Regions from separate parts of the Sus scrofa genome. Here region 1 is linked to region 2. The links are chromatin contacts, called in public HiChIP or PLAC-seq maps. All regions are on one chromosome and are shown on one strand. The core of a region is the stretch at or near the end of the contact, and the rest is flanking DNA. Distances in the headings are between cores, read along the strand shown. Region 1 holds the start of LMAN2L (lectin, mannose-binding 2-like). Region 2 holds the start of COX5B (mitochondrial cytochrome c oxidase subunit Vb).

Region 1 (4,243 bases), core at 553-3,052, 250 kb after region 2:
GAGTTTGGATTTTATCCTATGGTAATTGGGAGGCATGCATGGTTTTAAAGCCAGGGTGTGACACAAGCAGATTCATTCAATTCCTAATGTCTTACCACCAATCATCTGCTTGGTGTGGAATGTATTAAAAATCAATGGCTGTGACAGCTTTAATTTTAAAAAGTTAATCCCCCATAAAACAGGCTGATATTTCTGTTTCTCTTATTAAATTATGGTCATGCTCAGGAAAGAAAGAGTTAACTTTGGATAAATCTATTGGGAAGACAGAGACACAGATCTGACAAGTGCTCTATAAGAAATGTACTTGGTGCACCTGCCCCTACCTGAGGAAGTCAGGGAAGGCCTGCAGGAGGAAGTGGGCTAGGGAAAAGGAGAAGAAACAGGGGAACCTGGAGCACATAGACAAAAGGAGAGGGCTGTGGGCCAGATGGCAGAGGGCTTTGTGTGCTAGGGTGAAGGGCCTGAATCTCCTGCTCGCGGGTAACACTGAACCATTATGGGCTCTGTTAACAACGATGGTAATGGTGATTTTATCACGATTATAATGATAGAGTGCTTACTGCATGCCAGGCATTGCTCTGAGCGTTAAGAGCTTTACCAGTATGGACTCATTTAACCTGTCACTCAGGATAGGGTGTGGTTAGATGTTTTAGATCACTTGGATGGCCATGTGGATGATGGTGGCCAGAACAGTTGGGACACTTGTTGTGGTTCAGGAGAAAGACAGAGAGAGGGATGGAAAGATGTGATGACTTTTAGAAATAATTAGGAATAGTAGTTCCCGTTGTGGTGCAGTGGAAGTGAATCCAACTAGGAACCATGAGGTTGCAGGTTCAATCCCTGGCCTCACTCAGTGGGTTAAGGATCCAGCATTGCCCTGAGCTATGGTGTATGTTGCAGTTGCAGCTCAGATCTGGCGTCGCTGTGGCTCTGGTGTAGACTGGCAGTAACAGCTCCAATTAGACCCCTAGCCTGGGAACCTCCATATGCCACCGGTGTGGCCCTAAAAAGATAAAAGACTAATAATGATAATTAGGAATAAAAATTTATTTTTGGGTGGAGAAACTGGTAAGGAAGAGAATGGAGACTGGGATGAATCTTACTTTTTTTTTCTTTTTTCTTTTTAGGGCCGCACCTGTGGCATGTGGAAATTCCCAGGCTAGGGGGTCTGACCTACACCACAGTCAGAGCAACACCACCTCCTAGCCACATCTGAGACCTATGCCTCAGCTTGCAGCAAGGCAGGATCCTTAACCACTGAGCAAGGCGAGGAATCCTAAGAGCAACCTCATGGATGCTAGCCACTCGTTACCACAGAGCCACAGTGGGAACTCCCCAGATCAAGTTGTTTGATACTGCTCTTCAAATCTTTTATAAATTTGATAATTTTCCTGATAATTTACCAGCTTTACTTGAATTTATTTGTCTATTTCTCCTTTCAGTTCTATATCCTCCTAACTGACAACTTCGCACGATCACGAGGTTGCTAAGGCAGAGAGGACAGAACGTTTGCGTAGGACTAAAAGAAACATTTTATTTGCTTAAATTTACTCTAGAACAGAGAGACAAAAACGGAAATCACTTCGTATCCCAGGAGGCCTAGTGGCGCTCCGGACAAAGGCAAATAGGCGAGCTCAGGCATTCGGCCGCGCCCCTTTCCTGGGTTGACAAGGCAACTGCTACTCCAGCCAGCCAATCGGTGAGATGCTCACCTGCAGGGGCGGTGACTCGACAAAAGCCAATGGGACTGGGGGAAGATCGTTCTCTGGGCCAATGGCTTGGGGGACAGGGCGGGCTTTTGATGAAGGGTCGGCGGTGGGAAAGATGGCGGCGACTTTGGGACCCTCTGGGTGGTGGCAGCGGTGGTGGCGGCGTTTGTCGACTCGAGATGGGTCCAGGATGTTGCTCCTTCTCCTTTTGCTAGGGTCTGGGCAGGGGCCACGGCAAGTCGGGGCGGGTCAGACGTTCGAGTACTTGAAACGGGAGCACTCGCTGTCGAAGCCCTACCAGGGTGAGGCGCCGGGGGCGAGGTGGTCGTGCGCGGGGAGGGCGTCGGGACCTGAGCTTGTTCGTAGAAGTGGGGGCGGCGAAGGTTTCGTGGCCCCGAGGAAAGTACGGGCGGGGAGGGTGGGGGCTCCTGTGGACTCTTGCTGTGTTTGGGAGCCTTGGGTCCTAAGGTCAGAGGTCAGGTTCCACCCCACCCCCTGCCTCACACTTAGCCCTGGAAGTTTCTAGCAGGTGGAAGCAGGGCTCTAAGACACTAAGGCCAGTAAGCGCTAGGCCTGGATGAAGGGGGAACTTAGAGTTGGACAAGAGTTATGTGGGAAGGGGAGAGAACTGCGAATAGTGGCAGTGATCGAGGGCCACTAGCAATGAGTTGGGCTCTGGACGGAGCTGTGTATGTGCTAGAAATACATCAGGAGGCAAAACTAGGGTAGAACTTGGCCAGACTGGGAAAGTAAAATTCTGTTTCCGTTTAAGACACCTGTTCTCCAATCCTGGAGTCCTGTTGATGAAAGAGTCTGGTTAACTTTGCTCTGTTGAGTGTTCACATGCGGTTCATATGTCGCTCTGCACAGCTCATCAACCAGAAAATTTATAGTTAGCTACAAAGAAGACCAAGTCAGTGCAGATGGCTTAATTAACACAAGTCTGTTTCCCCACTGGAGGGCAGGGGGACAGCACACAAACAACACAAAGCGCAAGAGAGTATACACTGCTGCTAAGGGTGATCATTTATTGACTTAGCAGATGCATCCAGCACCTCCTCTGCGTTGCTAATACTGTGGGTTATACAGATACAAAGTTGTCACTCTCAAGGGGCTGATAGTCTGAGGTAAGGGGAAAGGTAGCTTCACACCTTGGTTGTTTAAAGAAAGAACGTGATTAAGCCCCAGAGAGTCAAGCTTTTTTTGGTTAATTGGGGAATTTTTTTCTCTCACGGTGGTCAAATTTACTCGCATATGAAATGAGGAAGAATGGATCTGAGCTGTGATTACTGTGGCATGGATTAAGTGACAGCTCTGATGTGCTCTTCACCTGAGAGGGTCTTTATGACAGGAAGTGGTAAACATGGTAAGGAGTTAGAACTTTTTGAGTGACAGAAGGTGGGAGACTGAGTGCCATGAAAGGGGAAAAAAAGATGATGACTCCATCTTTTGGAGGGTCCGTGATGGCTTTCTAGTCGGTTTGGTGTTGAAGAGAATGAATGAACTGATCTATTTCCTCCCATAGGTGTGGGCACGGGCAGTTCCTCTCTGTGGAATCTGATGGGCAATGCCATGGTGATGACACAGTATATCCGCCTGACCCCAGATATGCAAAGTAAACAGGGTGCCCTGTGGAACCGGGTGGTAAGAATCTTTCTCCCTCCTGTGTTGGTGACCTAGAAAAGTACTCAAAAGTTCACCAGTGGCATACTGACTTAATTTTTACTGTCTATTCCCAGTATTCTGTCTTTTGTGGATATCAAGGATTCTCATTTCAGAGATTATGATGACCTTCATTGTTAAATTGGATATTGAGGGAGATACTCTCTGTTGCCCTAATTATAGCAAATAATTAATTTTGATTCTATTTTCTGAAATGTCTTTAATTCCTGATAGACAGCGTATAACTTTTTGGAGGTTAATAAGTTAACTTACGTTGAATTACTTTGTTTTATAAAATAGAAGACTGTTCTTTTAAATTTATCCCACATTCATCCCAGTATCCCTCCCCCCTTGTTATTTCATTTTGAAGAGTCTAATTTTAAATTTTATTTTCATGTAAAAGCCACTTTGAGCCCTTGGTCATTTTACTTGTCCTTCTCTGGGCCTTTTCTAGCTACATTGTCTTCCTTGAGGTATGGCGGCAAGAAGTGAATGCAGTATTCCTGGTGTGGCTGCACTGTGATTTTGTACAAGTGTAAGATGATGCTTTCTTTTTGGTTTCCAGGGCTCTTTCTAAATCTTTTATGACCACTTTACTTTTGGGAGTGTGACCTTGGCATCCTTTAATACTTTTCTCTTGGGTTCTCAGACACTAAGAACTTACTTTTAAGTGTTTTTTAATCATTAGTTGTAGATAATTGAACCTCGGGAAAGGGAACGCTTTCTCTTCCCTGTCCATTTTATGTGGCAGAGAATTCTAAAGGAGCAGAGGGATGAGAGAATTTCTCCATGAACTGTTTGTGCAAGCTGGCCTGTTAACCCAGATCGTAGTGCTGAGCTGGTTCCTGTCCAGAATGCAGGGCAGTGCAGAA
Region 2 (4,533 bases), core at 1,803-4,302:
ACAACATGAAGAGCTTTTCTCTCCCATTATCAATTCAACTTAAATGTCTGGTTTGGATCAATTTTGTGGCAACAGTAACTAAAGCCACCTCTATGGCTAGTCCCACAACAAAATGGAAAAGTACTATCTCCATTTAACAAATAAAAATAGCTTTTGAGAACTTCATTGTCCAAGGTGCCAACAAGTATAAAGTGATTGAATTGGGGCTTTTGTTTCTCTCAAAATTTTGTGTTTTATTATGCTAAAGTTCAACAATACACAAAAGTAGAAAGAACAACCCCTCTTGCCCCAGGCTACAATGGATCAGACACACTCCAAACTACTTTCTTCCTTCTGTTTGTTTGAAGGCTGTACCCTCAGCATATGGAAGTTCTCCAGGCCAGGATAGAATCATGCCAAGGCTGCCAGATCCTTAAACCCACTGCACCAGGCCGGGGATGGTACCCAAACCTCTGCAGTGACCAGAGCCACTTCGGTTGGATTCTTAGCCCACTGCATCATGGCAGGAACTCCTTCCTCACTCTTTTAAAGCTGATCTTAGCCATATTTCACCTCAGTATGTATTGCTAAAGCATTAAAAAACAAAAAAATTCCGTAACACATCTAAAATTTAGTAAGCCCCTAAATCTTGGATTTTTTACAGTTGGTTTTTTTCAAATCAAGATTCAAACAGTCCACACATTGCTTTTGATTGGTATCTTCCTCATGTCCATTTCACTTGCTAAGTACTCCCCTTTTTTTTCTCCCTATAGTTTATTTGAAGAAACTGGTTGCTGGTTTCTAGAACTGTCCCATATTCTAGATTTTGCTGATGGCATCCTCATGAACTATGCTTTAAACCTGGGTCCCTTAAGACTTCAAAGCCAAAACTCTCCTCACAAGGCCACTCTGTCTTTAGAACAGCATAAGGACCTATCTGCCAGGCTCTTTATATACTCCTACAACCTTACAAGATACTTATCCTTTCTTTTTTTCTTTCTTTTTTTTAATGTGATCCATCCCAGAGAACATGTCCCCAGTGATAAAGCTAAATGATGGAGTGGAGCCAGTTCTACAAGTCCAGCCAGCCTGCTTCCACAGCCGGTTTGCCCCTTGCCAGGTGGTTCCTATCACTGCATTAGGGATTGGTAATCTCAGTGTACACAGTGGATGGCAAGCTAATACGAATAGACAACTACCTCTGATATAAGAATTACCCATACCCTTCTAGAAATACAGGAAAGAAAGAAGACCAGCCAGCCATGGGAGGAGGAGCCAGTGTAATGGCTAGTCTTTATTGGAAGAAACTTGCCAGCGCATCTTGAGTGTGTTAGTGCAGGGGCTCAGTGGGCCAGCTGGTGCGACACCAGCTTATAATGGGTTCCACAGCTGGGGCATCGCTGGGTCTCGCCTTTGTGCACCCAGAACCAGATGACAGTACTGTTGTCTTCTTCACCTGAAAGAACATAGGTGGTTGAAAGCTATCCAGCCTAGAAGAGGGGACTTTCAACATTAATCTCTTCTCTTCAGACACCTCTGAGACACAAAATTATGGCTGACACTGCCTAACAGGGTGTCTAGCAAAGGAGAAATACAATAAACACTTTCTAGATGAATACTCCTTCCTCATACTGCCTTTCCAATAAGGCAGTATTTTTTTCTTTTTTGCTATTTTTTTTTTTTTTATTAGGGCTGCACCTAATAAAAACAGCATATAGAAGTTCCCAGGCCAGGGGTCAAATCAGAGCTGCAGCTGCTGGCCTATGCCACAGCCCCAACACCAGATCCTTAACCCACTGAGCGAGGCCAGGGATCAAACCCACATCCTCATGGATATTAGTGTCTTGTTCATAACCCACTAAGCCGCAACAAGAACTCTCAATGAACCAATATTATTTATGTTCCAGGCCTCTCTCCCGTAAGGATCACCTACTCAAGCAGAGGGGTATGAGAGGGCCAAGACCCTTATAACAACTTATTTATACACACACAAAGCACAAGATATGAAAGAGCTTACAGACCTGTATAGTGGGCTATATTAAATGGGTAAGAAAATAGTGTTGAGGTACTTACAGATGCAGCCCACTATCCGCTTGTTGGTGATGGAGGGGACTAAATTAGGGTCTTCCTTGGTACCTGAGGCTGCCTTTGGGGCAAGTATATTGTATGGGTCCTGAAAAGACAAAATAAGAATCCATTATGCCAAATGACTCCTACCTTCTAGGGGTTAGCGGTATTGTTCCCACATGCCAGGTTTCCAGGATCAGTGAGGCCCAGAGAGGAGACTACTCTGATCCCATCCAAAACCATAAACTCCTAAGAAGACATATAAAGTTTCTCCTCACCAGTCCCTTGCGGGCGGCCATCATGACCTCCCTCTCCAGCCCAGTCGCCTGCTCCTCATCAGTAGGAACACCACCTGAAGAAAATATGGTAATTACCATGTCGTCTGAAATGATCACGATGGAAAATGCACATACGCAAACTGCTGCATATAGTTTTAGTGGGCTTATTGTCCCCTAAAGACCGGAGTCATGATACCCGAAAGTGGCAACATGGGGTGATCTTCACTTCCTTCGGCCACGGAGGCCGTTTTTCGACACATTTTTTTCCTAAAAGCAGGTTAATCAGAGTCCTAGTGGAATACATCCAACTTGAGATACGCGCGGGTCTAAGGAGGGGCTTAGCCCCACCCCCCATGTCCTGGCTGCAATCCCTGCCCATCAAGGTCATCTAGCATTTCAGTTAAGGATTCTTTGGCAGCGGGGTCAGTCTGGTGGTCGGCAGCAACGGCGGCCCAGGGTAACAGGGAGACGCCTGTGGAGCCTGAGGCCTTCGGGGCCAAGGGGCAGCCACTGCGGCCGCGAGGTACTGAAGGCTGTCCCCCGCCCCGCTGCCCCCACCACCCCGAGAGAGCAATGGCACGGGTCCCTGGCGCGCCGGGGGGGCCTAGTACCTCCAGATGCCATAGACCGCACAACGGCGACTCCATTGGGACCTCGGGCCCTCAAGGTCTGCGCGGCTAGCGCTCCAGCTCCACGGAGTAACCTTGAAGCCATCACGCCCGCTACAAATACCAGCACTTCCGGTAACAGGCTCCTGAGGTGCAGGGACTTCCGGGGGAGGGCTGCTTTCTGCGCAGAGTCCGCCTTCCGCTTCCTCCGGCCCCTAGACCGCCCCCCTCACGTGACTCCTCGGGGCGGCGGGGGGGGCGTTGGGGCAAGGCCTGCGCTTGCGCACCTGTGCCTCACTGCCCCGCCTTGCAGCCCCGAGGGCATGGAGGCGGTCACGGTTTCAATTGCAGGCTTCTGGGGGCTTTGCCCTTTAGTAACGCTCGGATTTGGTGCAACTCGTTTTACTTCCGTGGGACTCAGTGCCCCGCAGGTCAATGGAAAACCACGCTGGAGCCGATAGTTGTGCCGAGTAAACGTGGAGCCTGCTGACGGAAAACATTAAGCCTGCGTCGCTCAAGATACTTGCTGGATCCCAAAAGGTCCAAATTTAGGAGTAGGCTAGTTGTGGTGCTGGTTCACCTGGCCGTTTGTGAGCCACTGCGAACTTGTAACCCAGCCTAGGAGAACTTGAGCAGGAGCTCCCCGCAGTCCTAACGTCAGCTTCTTGTTACGGTGGTTTTGAGGTGATGAGGTTCAGGCCTGAGGCGAGGCTGGGGTGGCAGGGGAAGGGACGGTCAAATTGTGGGCCCTTCCTGGGAGCCAGGCCCTTGATGATATGGGGTAAGGTAAAGGGGTGGTTGCATTGGGAGGCTGTTAATTAAGAAGTTAAGGGAGGGAAGCAGGAAGCGGAGTTGGTGACGGGAAATGGAGCTCCAGCTCCAGAACGTACTGGGGCGAGTTCTCTTGTTTAAAACTGAAAACTTTTTGGCCTGTTTTTTGGTTTTGGCCCGGGTCTACAGCATGTGGAAGTTCCCCGGCCAGGGATGGAACCCATGCCAAAGGAGCGACCCAGGCTGCTGCAGTAGTACTGCTCGGTCCTTAACCTGCTGCACCACAAGAGAACTCCTAAAAGCTGAAAATGTCTTCTGTAGCCGCCCCCATTGCCCCGCAAGCTGAGGTGTGCAAGTTTCTGTAAACGCTGCCTTGTATGGATGGGCTCCTAGGAACTAGTTCCTGCTGTCGGTGTAGCCCTGTTACAGACTGGCTGCATGCAGCATCTTTTTCCCTATTGGGTAGAAAATTCTTTCACAACAGAAATTTTGCTCTATTCATCTTTGGATTCTCTGCCTTGCAGAGGTCTGACATATGGGATCAAGTAAGTTTTAGTAAGTTTAATTCTTGGTGAGAATATACAGAATCAGTATTGAGGGCCTCTCCTGGCCCATTGAGGTAAATTTGAGGTAAATTGGGAAGGGTTGAAATCCCAGGTATTCCCACTCGTACTGTGCAGGTTATATTTTCCAAAGGATCTGGTGGAGCATTCCTTCACATGAGCACAGCTGGTCTTTGTGGCTGCCCCTCCATCAAGAAGAAAATCATCTGTAAAGCCAAAGATGGTTTTGTTTTTTTTCCCTGGTCTTGTGGAAGTTCCCAGGCCAGG

Evidence for each region. HiChIP or PLAC-seq counts read pairs in DNA pulled down with a chosen protein or histone mark.
Region 1: a contact with region 2 is called in an H3K27ac HiChIP or PLAC-seq map of alveolar macrophages. The contact joins the promoter of LMAN2L here to the promoter of COX5B in region 2. A contact is called at or near these places in 1 of 47 Hi-C or Micro-C datasets (heart right ventricle) and 1 of 2 datasets of contacts at active chromatin or transcription factors (alveolar macrophages).

What each region holds. Positions count from the first base shown.
Region 1 is chr3:56,877,517-56,881,759 of Sscrofa11.1, forward strand. LMAN2L (lectin, mannose-binding 2-like) reads left to right here and starts at 1,803. Exons shown (of 8, transcript NM_001243437.1): 1 at 1,803-2,011; 2 at 3,235-3,353. The coding sequence starts at 1,825.
Region 2 is chr3:56,629,055-56,633,587 of Sscrofa11.1, forward strand. COX5B (mitochondrial cytochrome c oxidase subunit Vb) reads right to left here and starts at 3,053. Exons shown (of 4, transcript NM_001007517.1): 1 at 2,936-3,053; 2 at 2,325-2,398; 3 at 2,053-2,152; 4 at 1,243-1,435. The coding sequence starts at 3,038. The coding sequence ends at 1,323.